Linked DNA regions of Rattus norvegicus: region 2 is linked to region 1. A link is a contact called in public Hi-C data. All regions are on one chromosome and are shown on one strand. The core of a region is the stretch at or near the end of the contact, and the rest is flanking DNA. Distances in the headings are between cores, read along the strand shown. Region 1 holds the start of Rasl11b (RAS-like family 11 member B). Region 2 has its middle 29 kb from the start of Dancr.

Evidence for each region. A called contact is a pair of places that touch in the nucleus more often than the background predicts.
Region 2: a Hi-C map of liver shows a contact between it and region 1, with 8 times the contacts expected there. The contact joins the enhancer-like site here to the promoter of Rasl11b in region 1. A contact is called at or near these places in 3 of 12 Hi-C or Micro-C datasets (kidney and liver).

The regions. Positions count from the first base shown.
Region 1 is chr14:34,371,891-34,374,590 of GRCr8, forward strand. Rasl11b (RAS-like family 11 member B) reads right to left here and starts at 1,360. Exons shown (of 4, transcript NM_001002830.2): 1 at 1,062-1,360; 2 at 465-521. The coding sequence starts at 1,200.
Region 2 is chr14:34,451,540-34,454,239 of GRCr8, forward strand. No RefSeq gene overlaps it. Among named protein-coding and RNA genes, the nearest start is that of Dancr, 29 kb to the right of the region's middle. Within about 2 kb of position 1,367, at least 60 of the 93 cell types and tissues checked have an H3K27ac peak or open chromatin away from gene starts, as enhancers often do. A contact at or near this core is called in kidney and liver, where this site is marked.

The DNA.
Region 1 (2,700 bases), core at 110-2,609:
TTTTCTTTGTTAAGGAGAGAAGTTTAGGCTTACAACTGTTCTGCTTTGGCCTTTGCTTTGAAAGGTCGCCCCTGAAAGGCAGCCAGCAGAGGGAGAGGGTGGGGGAGGAGCTCGAGGCTGGGTTTTTTGTTTGTTTGGTTTTTTTTTTTTATGACTTTTGCAGCCCCCCCCCCCTTTTTTTTTAAAGGAAAAGGCCTTGGAGTACAAAGGGTGTTTCCAACTGGGGTCCCTATAGTTAAAAACATACCACAGGGATACTTTCGGGCACTTGATAAAATGATGAATGGGCCAGGAATGGAATGAGGCCAGATGGCAGCTGGGGGTTGGGGGGGGGGGGGGCGTGCAGAATTGGAAGTGGCAGAATCCTGATGCTAAACACTGTCACTCTGAAGGAAGTGTCCTTGAAGGCACTGAGAAATGAAGGCAGCTATCCCAACAGGCTTTGTCTCGGTGCGTTTCCTCACCTGCATTTCGTTCATAGTCCCCGATGAATCGTTTAGTGAGGAACCGGACCACCAAAGCTGCAATTCAGGAAAAAAAAAAAAAAAAAAAAAGACTGATCATTAACCCCCTAAGTTAGATGGGTCTCCGCCCCACCCCCACCTGGAAAACAACTCTTCCAAAGAAAGTCACAGCCGGCCACCGAGGGAAATTCCTATCCTGTAGCTCCTTGACCCTCTGCCAGACACGAGGAGGAAGAAGCCGAGTGAATTACGGCTCTGCCAGCGGGAAGGGTCTCGTGGCCCAGCCCCCTCCTTGGGCCACACCTAAACCTTCCAGCAGGCGAACTTCTTCCTAACCTTACAGAACTCCAGGACGGGTTACAGTCACTATCTCCCCATCCCGCCCCAGATCCTGCCAGAAGCCCTAAAGTTCTACTCCGGCCCGAAAGTCTGCGGCCCGCTCAGGGCCCCAGTGACCCTCTTCCGCTGAAGCAGGGACATGAAGGGGCGGAGGATCCCGCTGCAACGCCCACCTCTCTCATCTCCAGTCCGGGCCCGGGTCGCCAGGTCCCGTCCCGTCCCGCCCCTCGGCCAAGCGGGTTCCTCGCTTGGACTCACCGGTCTTGCCCACGCCACTGGCCCCCACCACGGCGATCTTGACGAGCCGGCGGCCTGCAGCCCCCAGGCAGCAGTCGGCAGCGGTGCTGCCCGGGGCGGGGTACTCTGCGATGGTACACATGTTCTGGATGAGACGCATCGCCGCTCCGGCCGGGCTTCACCGCGCGGGGAGGGAAGTTGAGGACAGGAGACGGCTCGCGTTGCAAAGAGAGAAGGGCACCCGGTCGGACGCCGCGCGGGCAGAGACTGGAAAGAACCCCCGGGGAGAAAGCGACTAGACGAAGGGCTCAGCAGTTCCAATTCGCGGCTGGGCTGGCAGCGGCCCGGGCGCGGATTTTCTCTGGCCCAGGCCCCGCCTCCATTCCATCAGCCAATCCCCGGCCGCCCCGCTCCACGCCCCGCCCACGGCCTGCACAAAGAGGCGGCGCCCCCACGAGGGCCCAAAGCGAGTGCGGAGCCCCGTGAGATCCACGGAAAACAGGGCGGCTGGCGCGAGGGTGGCAACGTGCTGGACCCATCCGGCTCCCGCTGCGCTAGCACGCGGCCGCACCGGTGGCTGTGGGGCCACGGGGTCTCAGATCCGCGTGGGGGATCTGTCCGTGTCTGCTGGGTCTCAGGTCCGCGTGGGGGGAATCTGTCCTTGCCTTCGTGGGAGACTTGTCCTGTCTGCGGGGTCTCAGATCCGCGGTGGTCTCAGATTCACCCATCCTTGTCTGCCCACCTCGCTGCTGGGCCTCCATAGGTCAGTCCGGAGGCATTCTCCTTATTTGGTCCCAGGTCCCCTAACTTCTCTGACCACTGCCAACATCCGACTGGCTTCTCCATCTCTGACCCAAGGAACCTGCCGGAGAATCCCACAGGTCCCTGACTTATTTGACCCTGTCCTGTGCTCCTGCGCTGGAGACACCATTGCACTGGCTTGGCCACATACAAAGTATTTTCCTGCATTATACAATTTTCCCATCACTATATTCATAAACAAAGAGATAGCCCTCCCTGGCCTAAAATGTGGCATTTGTCTTGGGGGCAAAATACCCATTTTGCTCTAGTTCTTGCCAATAGTGCCAGTCCACAAGAAAGCACAAACGTGGAAAGCAAGTGCTGCATCCTTAGAGGCGAAGCCAAGCCAAACCAAATCGTCCCTAGAACAAGCGTGCATCTCTAATTCAGTCATGCCTCCTCCCAGAGCTGTGAAAGGTAAGAAAAGCAGTCAGTGCAGCGTGGATTGGATTCACAGCGAGGCAGAGGGGCCCCACGTTTAGTCTAGTCATAAGGCAAGAGTTAGTTAAATATGGCTTGATGCCAAGGAAGATGAGGGGTCTAGCCCTCATAAAATACCTAGTATCCCGGTGTTCTCATCAGAGAACCCCACAGTCAACTGCTGGCCAGATCCCAACTTCAGCAACCTACTTTATCGCCACTGCCACGCCCTTACAACCTTCAAGGCCATTTATCTTGGTGCCTAATACAGCAAAGCCAGTGACATTTTGTACACCCTCATTAAAGGTAGAAAGGTTAAAAGAAGCTAATTCCAGTTTCTACACACAGCTTCTTGTTTGATCACCTCCCGCTCTGGACTTTATTCACCAGGTATTAGAAGAGAATTAACCATCCTACCCAGGGCAAACGTGACAAACTC
Region 2 (2,700 bases), core at 117-2,616, 80 kb after region 1:
GTTGAGAGCAGCCTTGTGGTGCTGGGAAGTGAGCCTACGTGAGCAACCAATGCTCTTAACCACAGAGCCATCCCTCCATTGTCCCATAATGTCTCTTGTTGAGTGATAGTTTTACATCCTTAAAAAGGGTTTTACATTCACACCTGTCCGCTAAGCTAGCAGTTCCACAGCCCAGGGTCAAAGCGTTGGACTTTTTACTGTCTTTACTGTTCACTGTTTTCACTGTTTGCTCCCAGGTTGATTTGCAGTGCTTCGACATGATCTCTGATCGCATCATGGTCGGACAACGTCACCACACAATGCTGTCACTTCTACCGAAGGGGCTTTTTTTTTTTTTCTTTTTTTGCTTGTGTGTGTGTTGTGTGTGTGCGTGTTCACATGTGTTGGGGCTCACATATGCGCATGTTTATATAGAAGCCAGAGACTCTTGATAGTGGGTGTCTTCTTTGGTCACTCCATTGAGGGGGGCGCTAGAGAGATGGCTTAGCCATTGAAACTAGGCTTACAAACAAAAAGACAAGCGTCTGTCAAGCCAGCCTGTTTTAAACCAGGATCTCCCTCCCACTGTCCACTGAATGCTGGGGTTACAGGCTTGCATCACTACCACTAGTTTATGTGATGTTAGGGGTGGAGCCCAGAGCTTTGTGAACTACAGTAGCTCTAGAAGCTGGGAAGCCGGGACTCAAAGCCTTCCCCAGACGCACAGGTACAAACAGAGCAATCGCGAAAACCCACGGAGAGCGCCAGATCTTCCAGGACCAAAGTGTGGTGGGAGCCTGTTGGGTTCGGTTTGGTGGCCTGGCATTCAGAGAAGGGCACTCGAAATGCTCCAAGGCTTCTTCAGATCCAGAGCTGGAGGGGGCCAGAAAGAACAACCCTAGCAGCCAATAGTCAGGCCTCAGAACTGACTATAACGTACGCAGGCCACGCCCTGAGTCACCTCTGGGATTGGCCAGATGCTCGCTGTGCTCTACCTTGATTGGTTACCTTTTTACGCCCCGCCCAGTCGCCCTGCCGGCTTCGGGTCAAAGTGTGGTTGCAACCTGGGTTTAGGGTCCTGGGCAGGGAGTACCCCCTGGTTTGGGCATCAGGACGGCTCCTTGTCCCCGTGATCTTTGTTCGCCCGGATCAGAGCTCTGCGGTCAGAACGAAGGAGCAGGGCACCCTTGGCACGCTGACGCTTGGCCACAGCAGCGCCGATCCCCCAGGGCTGTCCTCAATATCACAGCGGGCTCCAAGGAGCGGGTATTTTCCTGGCCTGGAGCGAATGGAATGGCCCAAGCCCTGAGCATGTGTGGACACCGATACATCTGGAGGGTTCTTGAGCACGTCTGCTTCAGCGACTGGAGCTGACATTCGCTTTAAAAGAAATCAAAGGAAAACACCCCCAACAGGGCAGTGGTGGCATATGCACTCCTTTAATCCAAGCGCTCAGGAGGCAAGAGGCAGGTGAACCTCTGAGAATTCGAGGCTAGCCTCGTCTACAGAGCGAGCTCCAGAACAACCAGGGCTGCACAGAGACAACCTATTTACAAAGACAAAACCAAACGAACAAAAAGAAAAGAAAAACACCCAAATCACCTGTTCCTATGCCCTTTAGGGCTGACACAGAAATCCATTGCAAAACTCTTTGGAAGAAGTCACAGCTGAACTAGAAGAAACTTCCATCCAATGTAAGCACCCTTGGGATAGCTTTTTCCGAAGTCATAGCACAAGTGATAAATTCACACTAACCCTGCCCAACCACCAGAACCATATAAAAAATACCTTTTTGTACTCTGTAGTCATTGGCACTGGCTGACTGAGACAGTGAGTGTGCTTAGCTCTTCATTAGGGTGTAAAATAGAGCATGGAATTCCCACCCCACAAATGCCTCAAGTTGTTTATCCTTTCTCCAAGAGCAAAAGATTGTATGAACTTACAGCCAATGGAGTCCCGATCTTAGCTCAGTGAGGGCCATGGAAACCTCCCTGGTGTCTTGGCATCTTAAAACACTGAAGTTGGCATTGTCCATTTCCAGTTCTGACCCTCCACGCTCAGTATAGCAAATTTAGCAAGGCAAAGACACAGGTCATTCAACTTCCATCCCCTCTACTTTTCTTAATCCTTGGACAAAGGAAACAGAAAGAACTCGGGGGGGGGGGTGGGTGGCGGGGGACAAATACTATACTCTAATGACTCTCGGCCTGAACTTTGTCTCTTAAATCTATTCAGGCAATAGTGTCGCATGCCTTTAAGCCCCGGCACTCAGGAGGCAAAGGCAGGCAGATCTCTGTGAGTTCGAGGCCTGCTTGGTTTGCAGAGCAAGTTTCAGGCTAGCCAGATAACCAGGGCTACACAGAGGAACCCTGTCTCAACACCCTACCCCACCCATACTCCCCAAATCTAGACTTTTCCCACAGAAACAAAGATCTTTGGAGTTTTGGTCCTTACTTACCTTCTTTTTTTTTTTTTTGAGTCAGGGTCTTCTGTAGCCAGTCTAGCTTTGAACTCCCAATCTTTTGGCATACATCTCCCAAGTACTGGGATTATAGGCATATACCGCTACACACCCAGCAAAACATCCCTTTTTAAAGTAAGCTTTGGAAGCCAAGAATGGTGCCACCTGCTTGCCCTCCCAGCCCTGGGGAAGCTCAGACAGGAGACTGCTGCAAATTTGAGACTAAGCTCAGTTACCTATTGAATTCAAGACTATCCTGG